2 separate regions of the Hordeum vulgare genome follow, and region 1 is linked to region 2. The links are chromatin contacts, called in public Hi-C maps. All regions are on one chromosome and are shown on one strand. The core of a region is the stretch at or near the end of the contact, and the rest is flanking DNA. Distances in the headings are between cores, read along the strand shown.

Region 1 (3,493 bases), core at 423-2,922, 210 kb after region 2:
TTATGATCTATTATGTCTTCAAACAGGACAGATTATGATGTAGATTATAAAAACTAGATGAACAGATTATTAAAAACTCATAGTCTACTCTACACCAGCTAAAATCAGATTATGGATTGCTAATGACCCATTATCCTTGTAAAGTTGGAGATAATTACATTCCTACCACCGCCACCCTTCTTTTTTAAAAAAAACTGAGGGCAGACAGGTCATTATGCAATGTAAAACCTGAATCACAGTTTATATAATCTCGCCTCCAAACATGTCCACCTAGATTATTTTCATAAACCAGATTATATAATCTATCTTCATAATTCAGATTATCATAATCTATTGGGGTTCCAAACAGGGCCTAAGCTTAGGATATGGTGTTCACATGTACCACATTCTTGATACCAGTACCCCATCAGTCCACAATGGCCACAGGAAATTGGCAGCTTCTCGTATTAAACTTGGTAATACTCAGTTTCATCATTTTCGTGATCAACACATACCTGGCCAGCATTTGTTTACATTCATTTTTCTATTTTCATTTTAGAAAAGAAGGATAACCTCCGATCTCTGCATCAGCACGATGCATACAACCCCTTTATTGAAGATAATTAAATGAATCTTGGTTCAACATAGTCACTAGAAAATCCCGTTGGTAATGTGGTCTGGACTTCGAAGACTTTACCTGTCTTACGGCACATCCCTTTGATAGCATTTGGGATCAAAAAATTATCGGGTAACCCAAGAAGCCCACAAAGTAATCAAGAACAATTGTTCTTGAGTTCGTAAATCCATCATACTCCTCCATGAGCAATCCCTAGTTCTGAAACAGTCACGGCCCCATATTCATCGATTCTCATGCATATATCTTTCTCGAGTGTACATCACTCGTCGGGTTTCAAGCAGAACCCATATCAGAACAGAGAGCAGAAGGGCTAAACCTTTTGTTAGTATGTACCTTGACAATTGCTAGCCACTTCGCTTTCACCACTTCGTCCTTTAATTCATCCTCCCAAAAGAACTTCTCTTCCACAGAATTGCAGGCGACTTGACAGATCATTGACCCTTTCATTAGCATGGTCAAGTCTATCGGGTTCCCCTGGCATCGCCATCGAGACCTCCTTCTTACAGAAACCCTTAGGTTCCTGAAAGAAAACAGCAACGCCCACGTTCTTCCGTCGGCCAGCACGGGGTGCAAGCACCTTGTCAACGAAAAGGTTGAGAGAGAGTACATCAAAACTCTCCCCAAGCAGCACCGTCGGAGGAACCTAAAACCCTAGTTGCGAGACTAAGGGGAATACTTATCATTGTGACCAGACTTGCCAATAGCTATAAGTGGCCATACCGTACATGTTTACAAGGGATCCGATCGTATATCAAGTCCCAACAAAGATTGATGTTAAGGCACGGGATGGTCCTGTGACCTCCTCTTACTTGCCCAAATCAGGCACGTGGGCAACAGAGACGTTTCAGTGTTCTGCTCCTATCAATTCCAGCTTTTGTTTCCCTTTCCCATATAATAATTGTTTTCTTTATCGCTTCGATTCTCTCGTCGCCATCTGACGAAAAAAAATGTTTTTTCCTCCATATATTCGAAATAATCGTTGCAATTTGAGTGGTGAGGAATCGCTTTGACAACACTAACATCGATCCAATTGGATGTGTAAATCACAGCTGGTCCATGCTCTCGAGTGCAAAGCTGGCCATTGGCTTAGCACCACCCTTCTGATTTCGATCAAATTAATCGCGCTGGTACATGTTGTTCATATGGTGGTGACGTGATCTCTTCCTTTTATCCGGTTCTGCAACGTGTTGGGCATATAGTGCAGTGCTCGATCGATCACTTGGATTGTGCCGCAGCTTTCACCGCGACTATGATCAGGTCTATTCGTATGGGTTCCGATGCACGCGTACAAACTCTGTTTCTGGCTAATCAGCAAATGGCTCTTCTTTTCAGCAAACAAAAATAGCATTAGCAGCCATGCGATGGAAACCCAAGATAGATCGTCCTACTTGTCGGCATTTTTTTTAAAGAAAATATACCGCCAAATTTAATACTGCCCCCAAAAATATATACTGCCAATATCTATGACCACAACAGGTCATTGTTGTAGCGGACTAAGAGAGTGATCGTTAGTAACTTATTTATCTTAACATGCAAGTAGTTTCTCCGTACGGTTTAGAAGGCACAGTTAAATTTACGTGCGTTTCTAAAATAGACAAGGTTTAAGACGCGAAAGCAATTACTCTTATTAATTAGTACTAGTACTACTCATGCATGCGCCCTCTTAATTTGCTGCTCACGCGTTAGTACTAGTATTTTTTCAGTTGATTAGGCGCATTAGCATCTACACCTACTACATCTCACAATCAATCGGTGACTACCTTGGTCCCAGAGATTTTTCAAGTGTGTCTTCTAAACCGTGACGGGGGAGTATAGCATAACATCATATAATTATGAAGATGATAAGGCTCACCTCACGATGCAACCATGCATGAGAAAAGACTCACCATCGCATACAATCATGCATGGAAACATATTTTCATTCTATTGTTCTACTTATATATTCAATAAATAGTTACAACCATACATAATCAAATCTAATAAGTCCTTGGTATTTTTAATTATGTTCCCATGACATTAATTTGAATACTTATAATTCAAACTATCGAATCTCACTGAAATAAATTGCAACCAATTACAATAGCAATGCATTGGGTATCATCTAGTTCGGGGGTTCCACATGTATCAGATTTAACTGAGAGGTGTCTGACATGCAGCGTCGTTTTGGTAAAAATTGGCCGCCTCACCCTATAAACCAGTTTAATACGAGAAAATTAAATAGAAAATTTCTTGTTAGCTTAGCAAATACTCCCTCCTTCTTGGTTTATAGGGCTCAAATCTGAAATCTGATTAACCAAGGTACACTGTGAGTGGATGACATGAGATTTGTGGATACAAAATTGTCCAATGAAATACTTCCCACTTATGCAACTTTCGGGGCAAAAAGTGCAACACCCTCCCTCTCACGGGACTAGCATGGTGCACATAGAATAGCATGCATGCATGAGCACTTATTCTCTCATTTTCATTAAATGTGGCGTGAGACTCAAAGTTTTTAAATTCAATTGCACGTAAAATGAGCTTTAATGGAAATCTATTTTTTTAAAGAGCTCTATAAACCGGAAAGAAGGAAGTAATCTAGATAGTTGTGTATGTACTTTACCAAAAACTTTAGCATTTCGTGAACTTTATTATGCCCTCTTCTGTGTAGCAGAAACCACAAACTTGTTTTACAAGGGAATCCTAAAATATATCAGAAAAATTGCAAGTACTCATACCAACTGTAGGACTTGAATCTGATCTAATATCAGTTCATGTAGAAACTGCAACCCTTATGTGACATTATAAGAAATGGTAAAAACATCCATAATAGTAAAGATTTTTTTTTCATGATATCCTGCTAGACCCCGTCCCGGCTCTGGCAAGAGAGAGGTGATG
Region 2 (3,585 bases), core at 949-3,448:
GCAAGGCCATGGATGCGGCATCACGTATGTCATCCACCTTGGAGTTGGTCTTGCCCCTCGGCCTCTTCAACGCCTCGCCATCTCCACCTCCGACGAACTTGGCCGTCTTCTTGCCTCTCCTCCTTTGAAGTTCACGATATTGATCCTTGAACTTAGGGCAATCGTTGATGATCGTCCAACCATGCGTAAGCGTGAATGGCTTGTCGTTGTGACGGACCTTGAATGCTTCCAAAGATTGAAATGCCTACACCACATGATCAACAAAAATTTGAACATGCAAACATATACAAGGCCGAAGCAAGGAAAGGACTAGGATGAGGAGAGCATACCATGTCCCAATGCCGAGGCCACTCACGGGTCGTGCTTCAATGCTATCCAATGCGGCACAATACTTGTTGCATTCTTGTTGGATGAACAACCACCTCTTTTGAATCGAGGTGATGCCACGGTCGCTTGTGAATTGATAGGGCTAAAACATCTTCCTTTCATGGAAAGTTTTGTGGACTCTCGTCCAAAAAACTAGGCCCTTTTGTTGCGCGCCCGTCCTCGGATCTTGGCTAATCTCCATCCAAGAGTTGCAAATCAGCTTGTCCTCATCTTGGGTGTATGAATCCGTGCGAATGCTCTTCTTCTTCTTTTGTGCTTCCGCTCTTTGGGTGAGCTCGTCGATGAACAATGGCTCACCACTAATATCAATGTCATTGACTTCATCTTCATCACCATCACCTTCGCAATAGATGCCGTCGTCTCCATGCCATGAGTCACCATGGTCGTAGTCAGCACGGTCGTCGGCCTCTTCATCGGCAACGAACTGGGCGCGGCCATCCTGACTTTGGGTCTCGTCGGGATCGTAGGCAGGGACATGCCCACCGTTGTAGATCACGTCCTCCATGAACTGGTCATAGGTGTCGTCGACCGGTGTCATTGGTGTTGCCATTTCATCGAACAGGACGCGGGGGATGACATGGTGCCCGCAAACGGCGGTCGTGCTTGCTTTCTTTGCATCTCGACGGACACCTAGCCGCCGCTGCTGGACCCAGGTGCGACGTTGAGGTCGATGCAGGCCGAGGGGCGTGGGGTGGAAGGCGTGATCACGCTCACGTCCGGTGACCCCGAGAAACGGGTGTGGGCGTCGTGACTTGGCGGGGGGTAGCCGGGCGACACAGCCGTAGTCCGCGACGTCGGCGACTGGCAGTGCGGAGACTGGGCGACCGACGAGCCTGCGCTCGCGGGGCCGACGGCCGCTGTAGAGAAACCGGCCCGGACGACAAATGCCAAGCATGAGGAGGGCGTGCGCTTTGTTGACGATGGCCTCCTTCTCCTCGACCTCGATCTTGCGCTACGCGACCTCCATCGCATCGCGCGCGGCGGCGTTATCTTTCACGGCCGCCCTCCGGTTCCTCCTCTTCGTCGATTCCGCGCCCAATTTGGCGATCTCCTCCAGCGTGCACTCCGCCCGCGGCTTCCTTGGTGCGTTGGCCTTCTTCTTCTTGGCCATTTCGGGTTGGTCGACGGCCGGACCGCCGGAATTCGGGTGGGCGTCGGTCATGGACGGGGGAGAGAGAGGGAGACAGCGGGAAGTGGGAGGGTTTGGTGGGAAATGGCGCCAAAAGGGACGTGGGTGGATTTTACTTTGTGCCACCGACTCGCGGGCCAGGGGCGGACGAGCGTGCATCCCGCCCGTCCGCGCGCTGCCCGTTTCACCCCAAAATCGGTATAAAGTTGGGCCGGGGATGGATAAAAAACGGACAAACGTCCGTTTGCTCCCGTGCGCTGGGTCGTTTGTTTTGTCCGTTTTACTTCAAACGGATACGCGCGGACAAAATGGGATCGCGCGGTGAAGTTGGCCTTACCTGTAGCCGGAAGGGGGACGGAGGAGAGAGAAAGGCCGAGGCAGTTTCGTGGGGACTCTGAAATCTTGAGTTGGTGGCTAATTATTCGACTCGAGTAAAATCGTCCGGCTTTCCATGATTGGGTTTTAGTTTATGGTCTAGGGTCAGAAGGTTTTCTTGTCTCAAATAATACAGGCCAAATGAGACCGGCAACCTTCTGCCGTATATCTCTGTTGTCGTCGTCGGTGGGTCAGGTGTGTGGAGGGCCATGTATTGTATATCTCGCCGCGCGCGTCACCGGCTGCGACTGACGGCGACGTTTTGATGCAGGTGCAATGCGTGCTTGATGCCTTGATGGGTGACAGACTGCCAAGATCGTGTGTGGCAATCGTGTATGTATGTCTGTGGTGTGGTGTGGTGTGGTGTGGTGTGGTTAATCGTGTATATGCGTTCTTTAAGTAAAGAGCAACTCCATGGTCTGTTGGTCCACGTACGTAACTGGTGGAATTGTGTAGCACACCGCGCGTCATGGGAATTGACGACGTCAAGATGTCGTCTCGTTTGCCTCGTGGGAATCGGTGTTTTGACCGCCTACTGGAATTCAGTAAAGAAAAAAAAACGACCGTCTGCAGGTAAGCTGCATGAGAAAAAGGCAAAAGTAACAAACATGGGTTCATATTGATGTCGACCGGTTGGATTGTTTCTCGGAGAGAGTCGACGAATTAGGTGCTTATTTCCAAAGCATGAAACCCACCACTACCGGAATAAGGGTTGACTCCGACGGCCTATCCTCGGCATACATGGACGTATGACGCCCCCGAAGAAATGTCGATGTACATAAACCGTCGGCGTACCTTCCTCTATGCCTACGATGGTTGTTGGCGTATGTTGGGCCGTCGGCATAGCTACGGTTACGCATATGGTGACCGTCGGCATAGCTACGGCTACGCATACGGTGGTCGTCGGCATAGATGCGGACACGACCCTCAACGGTTCAATGCCATATCGACGCCGTCACGCGTATGCCCATGGCCCTAACGGACCCGACGTTGTAGATGTTTTTGTCCACATCATCAATCCGCGGGGGTGCCACATCATCGATCCGCGTCGTTCCCTGATCCGGGTCGTATCTATGACGATGGCCTAGCCGTCGGCGTAGCTTGTTCCGTCGACGTCATCAATCTGCGGCATGTTCCACACCATCGACCATCGATCCACGGCATCCGACCATATCTATGCGGCATCTCCTTTTTTTGCATGGAATCATGAGCTTTACTTAAATGAAGGGGTTCGCTGGATAGTCAGCTAGAAGGCTGCTGATCAGGAAGCTAGGAGTTAATCTTGATCTGAGCTGGTTCTGTAGGGCGTCAACCATGACCTGGAAGAACGGTCGCATGTTGCAAGGGGATATCAAGCAAGGCTAGCAACTCTCGAGTGAGCCTCACCGAGATGGTCGGGTCCAGTTTATCTCCATCATGCGTCAACCGATTGTGGGAAGTCCAAATGGACCACATCACAGAGATGATCGTTGATAGTTCTCTTGTTGAGAATCTTGGGTCACATAAAATATCAGAGGCCCAAGTTGATGGATGAAGCCGCGGGAGTATGATGTCCAGAAGCTGGCGTGCTTCCTCCCAAAAACCTCGAGCGTGTGAGGAGTGAATGAGGGCGTGTTGTAAGTCTTCATGACAGAGCTTACATAAGCTTGCATCTCGAATATGCCGAAACTTGAGCGTGCATTCGTTCGGTAGAA

The links. Hi-C and Micro-C count contacts between places; a contact is called where the count stands out from the background.
Region 1: a contact with region 2 is called in a Hi-C map of leaf, with 3 times the contacts expected there. The contact joins two enhancer-like sites. A contact is called at or near these places in 4 of 6 Hi-C or Micro-C datasets (leaf and seedling).

Annotation. Positions count from the first base shown.
Region 1 is chr4H:452,926,634-452,930,126 of MorexV3_pseudomolecules_assembly, forward strand. No RefSeq gene overlaps it. Among protein-coding and RNA genes, the nearest start is that of LOC123448922, 100 kb to the right of the region's middle. Within about 2 kb of position 1,673, at least 1 of the 3 cell types and tissues checked has open chromatin away from gene starts, as enhancers often do. A contact at or near this core is called in leaf, where this site is marked.
Region 2 is chr4H:452,713,048-452,716,632 of MorexV3_pseudomolecules_assembly, forward strand. No RefSeq gene overlaps it. Among protein-coding and RNA genes, the nearest start is that of LOC123448920, 17 kb to the left of the region's middle. Within about 2 kb of position 2,199, at least 3 of the 3 cell types and tissues checked have open chromatin away from gene starts, as enhancers often do. A contact at or near this core is called in leaf, where this site is marked.